2 separate regions of the Ovis aries genome follow, and region 2 is linked to region 1. A link is a contact called in public Hi-C data. All regions are on one chromosome and are shown on one strand. The core of a region is the stretch at or near the end of the contact, and the rest is flanking DNA. Distances in the headings are between cores, read along the strand shown.

Region 1 (2,692 bases), core at 132-2,631:
GGGTAGCTGTTCCCTTCTCCAGGGGCTCTTCCCAAATCAGGGATCAAACCCCGGTCTCCTGCATTCCAGGCAGAGCCACCAGGGATGGCCAAGAATACTGGAGTGGGTGGACTATCCCTTCTCTAGTGGATCTTCCTGACCCGGGAATCGAACCGGGGTTTCTTGCATTGCAGGTAAATTCTTTACTGACTGAGCTATCAGGGAAGGCTTACAGAAGACTGTCTTCACCTGCCTTTGGTGAGTTCAAGGTTTCTATTTCTTTGCACTCCAGACTGAGTGTCTTAACTTCTAGAAATAAGCCAGATTGCCTCAGCTGAATTTTCTACCTTTTACGTTTCCTTGGTTGTTCCCTGAATGGAGGGAGGGTAATGAACTGTCAAGAGGATGAATGGGTGGGGTTAAAGGCTCACTGTGCTGGGACGGAGGAAGACCTGGGGTTGGGTGATCAGAGAACATGTTTTTGGGGTAGCCTTTGGGGTCACCTGATGCAACTCTAGCTGGGCGTCCACTAAAAAGAGAGTGTAGCCCAGGAGAGTGGAGTGACTCTTTATTATTTACTTTATTTTATTTTTTTGGGGGGGTGATTCCTGATGGGAGCTGAAGAGAAGCCTGAGGTTCAGAGAAGACCTATGCTGTACTCTGGTAGGTGGTAGAGGCTGTATGCCTCATGAGAACCAGATGCCAGTTAGGAAGGAACTATTGGCAGCCACTTTGCTTATATCCCTCATTCTCACCACTGCCCTAGAACCTAGGAATCTGCATTTTATCCATTAATTAATGGACGCTGAGCATAGTTAATCCAAGGTCACCCATCTCCAGCGAGAAGCGGTAGAGCTAAGATCAGATTCCACACACTCCCAGAATCTGAGATCTTTGTTTCCATGACCCCATGCCCAGCTGCCCCTCTTTAGCACAGAGGCCATGGGTGTACCTCCTGGGATCAGGTTCCCTGGGGACACATTCCAGCTCCACTGTGGAACAGCTCAAGGATCCATGGCAAATTCTTGACCCTCATCTGTGAAATGGGATGATTTTAGTACTTTCTTTATGGACTTTTCTTTTTATACTCTTATTTATTTATTTTTTGCCATGCTGAGCTGCATATGGGATTTCAATTCCCTGACCAAGGATTGAACCCCTGCCCCCCTGCTGTAGAGGCACAGAGTCCTAACCACTAGACTGCCAGGGAAGTCCTAAGAACTCCTCTTGATGATTTAAGAGATAGTGCATGTACAGCTTCTGAGACCTCCCAAGTCTGTCATGCATGTGATCCATAAATGCTGGTGTGTGATTATTATCAGGCCAGCAGGACAGGGAGGCTGCTAGCGGGCCCCTGGTGTGTGATTAGTCCTCTGTTTACTCCTCTGACTGTCCTAACTGGCAGGCGTTCGTGAGCTTGTTTTTCTGGTACGAAGGTTGCCCTGGTGTTCTGGAGTGACCCGGCAGGGCTGAGATGATTATACAACTCTACGTGCCAGGCCAAGTTCAGCACTCGCCTTGGCAGCCTGCTAAGCCAGTGCCGCTTGGATAGAGCCACTAGCCTTCAGCCTGCTCTCTCACTCTGGAAAGCTTGACCTTTACTCAGAATCGCCTTCTAAGCCCCGTGTCACCCAGCAGGCTCGTTCACCCGTTCCTCCACAGCACACACGTGGCCTTTTTCTCCTCCTCCGGGGAGACAACAGGGACTCCAGTGTCCCCCAGACGCAGACTCTTCCGTCATCTCTTTTTCTCTTCTACCGAATGTCACTGGGGTGTGTCTCGTACACTAGAGGAGTGTCGTAAAGATGTGAAAAGGTTCTGAAGGACAAAGGTTGTAGCACCCAACAGCCTGGGTCTAATCCTAGCTGTGGACTCAGCACGGCACAGAGCGACTGCTTACACTTGAGATTTTTTGGTGGCATATCGTGTAATATTACATAAATATAATGTATATGTAATAACTTCTCATCAAGTTATAAAGATTAAATACTTAAAGAGGATAGCCTGTGAAAACACACCGCCAGCACTCAATGCTAACCATTAGTTGTTATTCGTTGCTCAGTCACTCTTGTGTGATTCTTTGCGATCCCATGAATGGCAGCACACCAGGCTTCCCTGTCCTTAACTATCTCCAAAGTTTGCTCAAACTCATGTATGTTGAGTCGGTGATGCCATCCGGCCATCTCATCCTCTGTAGCCCCCTTCTCCTGTTGCATTCAATCTTTCCCAGCATCAGGGTCTTTTCCAGTGAGTCGGCTCTTTGTATCAGGTGGCCAAAGTACTGGAGCTTCAGCATCAGTCTTTCTGGTGAATATTCAGGGTTGATTTCCTTTAGGATTGACTGGTTTGATCTCCAAATGCGATCATTATTCACAGTCATAGGGAAAACTTGGGATGTATCTTCAGTCAAGACTTTGTGACCTCAGGGACTCAGTCTCACAACCTCAGGCAGGACTGCTGATGGCCGCCCTGGTGTGAGTATCAGGATATAAAAGGGGGTGAAGAAGCTGGGCCTTCCCAGGGTCAAGGATTGGACAGAGTTCTGCTCCTCTCTGTGCACCAGGTGCCTGAGCTTAAACCTGGAAGAACCATCTACCTCCATTTTCACCCCTTCACCTGTTAAGGTAGGAAGTTGGGCTCAGCAAACCCTCCCAGCACCATGGGGGCTGCAAACTCTCTGGCTGAGAATGTCCAGCTGGTGGTCAGCCCCTCT
Region 2 (2,692 bases), core at 60-2,559, 440 kb before region 1:
CAGGAGTTCTCCATCTGGAAAATGGAGGTGAGAACACCCACCAGGTGATGCCGTAGATTCCAGTCCGTCTTCAGGAAAGATGACAAGGTCTGCATATCTATGCAACAAGCACTGAGCAAGCATAGCTGCGGGTGCCAGGCTGTGAGTGCTGCACAGAATTAGGGAGATGGCCGCAATGAGAGGCTCAGCAGGAAGACGTGCAGCGCTGCTGCTAAGCCCTGCCTTGTGCTTCTACTCTGCTTGTTGCTGTGCTAATAGCCTTGCATTGTTGTTGTTTTTCAGTCACTAAGTCCGGTCTCTTTGTGACCTCATGCACTACAGCACGCCAGACTCCTCTGTCCTCCATTGTCTCCTGGAGCTTGCTCAAATTTGTGTTCATTGAGTCAGTGATGCTATCTAACCATCTCTTCCTCTGCCTTCTCCCTTTGCCTTCAATCTTTCCCAGTATCAGGGTCTTTTTCGGTGGGTCAGCTTGCATGCTTTATCTCATCTAATAGGGGTGTGTGTGTGTTTGTGTGTATGTGTGCACATGTGCGTGCCTGTTCAAGAGAGAGACAGAGAGAGAGGATATTCCTGCTGGGTAAATAGGAGGAGCAAAGGTTCCAAGGTAGGAACACACAGTACACGTAAAGAGGACTGAATAAGTTCAGAACATTCTTTCACTTATTTGCTTAACAAATATTTACTGACATTGTCTATGTATCAGGCAGAATGAGAAAGGGCAAAGAATCAGATACGGTCCAGGAGGGAGATTGATAGCAAACACTTTGATATCACCATAACTGTGATCAAATTACAAAGTTAATGAGTAAGAACACAAGATGGTGGAGAAGTAAGGGGTTCACCTTGTCTGGGAAGTTAGGGAAAGCTTCATTGAAATGACAGTAAGTATGAAAACAGGGCTTTCCCCTCCTGGCTATGGGGTAAACATTAATTTAGCAATGAGCTCCTGAGGGAGCGAAGTCTTGGAATCTGGCCATGCCAGCACTGGGGTGAAATGAGAAGCAGGAACTAGCCCGCAGCTTCGTCTGCAGCCAGAAGATGCGGCATCAATCAAGTGAGACTCGAAGCAGGATTGGGATTGCAAATCTCAGACCAGGGCCAAGAACACAAGCCTCCCAGGAGGGTGCCAGGCTCATGGAAGAAGCACCGTGCATTTGAGTAGCTCCAGGACCTTTTCCAGACACTTTCACTCTGGATGTTTAACATGAATTATCTCATCAGAGCCTCATGGCAGATGAAAGGAGGTGGGAGTGACCAGAAGTGTCCTCACCTGACCCTGGAGAGCCCAGACAGGAGAGCTGCCTGGAGGCACCACACTCCTGGGATTAGACACGGCCCTTTCCACCCTCAACCAAAAGCACAAGCGCAGACCTTGGTCATCAAGCTGCTATTCAAACCCACAAGCTACTTTTGTTTTCTGTTAATAATAACCACATAAACAACATTTGCTTCCTGTTTCACTTTTATTTTCTAAAGCACTCTCCTTTCCATTTTCTCACTGAAGCATTCTCAACAATTCTGTTATAAAGGCTAAAAAACAACAACAAAACCCCACAAGGTTCAGATATATAACTTGCCCAAAGCCACTCAAGTAATACAAAAGTGAAAAGAAAGTGAAAGTTACTCGGTCGTGTCCGACTCTTTGCAATCCCATGGACTGTAAGCCATCAGCCTCCTCTGTCTGTGAATTCTCCAGGCAAGAACACTGGAGCAGGTTGCCATTTCCTCATCCAGGGGATCTTCCCAACCCAGCGATAGAACCTGGATCTCCTTCAAGGCAGGCAGATTCTTTACCATCTGAGTCACCAGGAAACCCCATGGTAAAGCAATGGATAAACCAAATCGTGGATTCAGGCTCTCCCAGAGAATCCTTTGCTTTCTCTGATCCACCCTATCACGCTGTCCCTCAGCCCATTTATTCCACAAATACTCACTGAAAAGCTCCTTTGTGCCAATCACTGTTCCAGGTACAGGAGATGCAATTCTTTTAAGGAATTCACAGGAGCAAACAACCTGACCCATTCCTGAACCACAAGGGTCAAGGTTATAACCAGGGTGGCAGCTAAGTGCTGAGGGTTGGGGTATCCAAGGAAGCAGCAACAAAGCCTGAGTGATGAGGGCACAGGGAAACGGGGAGGGCCCCTAAAAGAGCAGGCACTGGGGCTGAGACATGATAGAGGAGGTGGGGGGTTGTCCAGGCCAACCCAGCAGGGCAAATGTTTGAGGCAGAAGGAACTAGGGCACAGTTGTGGGCAGGCTTGACGACGATTCCAGGGAATGTGGCTAAGAGTGCGGACAGGAGACTGATGAGCTAAGAAGCCGGAAAGGAGGTAGCTGGACTTGATGCCACAAGCAAAGAAGGCCGTGGAAGTGTTTCCAGCAAGCGGTACCACATTCAGCTTTGTGATTTGAGGAAACAGGCAGTGTGGAATCTGGAATAAGTGGTCAGGAAAGAGCCTGGAAGCTAAAAACTCAGGTAAATGATGAGGGGACAGTGCAGAAAGGATATTGTATTGAAGAGAAATCTGGGACCACACTGAGCAAAACTCAGTGACCTATCGGCTAAGGTTATGAGAGAGAGGTGGACACCAAAAGAAGTGACACCAAGCCTTCCTTGAGAGGCTGGACAAGCAGCAGCGTCGCCGAGAAGACCCAGTTCCTCAAACACACGCACACAAGCACACAGTAC

The links. Hi-C and Micro-C count contacts between places; a contact is called where the count stands out from the background.
Region 2: a Hi-C map of liver shows a contact between it and region 1, with 7 times the contacts expected there. The contact joins two enhancer-like sites. A contact is called at or near these places in 2 of 16 Hi-C or Micro-C datasets (liver and mixed tissues).

Annotation. Positions count from the first base shown.
Region 1 is chr9:25,440,685-25,443,376 of ARS-UI_Ramb_v3.0, reverse strand. No RefSeq gene overlaps it. Among named protein-coding and RNA genes, the nearest start is that of MYC, 300 kb to the left of the region's middle. Within about 2 kb of position 1,381, at least 19 of the 54 cell types and tissues checked have an H3K27ac peak or open chromatin away from gene starts, as enhancers often do. A contact at or near this core is called in liver, where this site is marked.
Region 2 is chr9:25,884,113-25,886,804 of ARS-UI_Ramb_v3.0, reverse strand. No RefSeq gene overlaps it. Among named protein-coding and RNA genes, the nearest start is that of MYC, 150 kb to the right of the region's middle. Within about 2 kb of position 1,309, at least 12 of the 54 cell types and tissues checked have an H3K27ac peak or open chromatin away from gene starts, as enhancers often do. A contact at or near this core is called in liver, where this site is marked.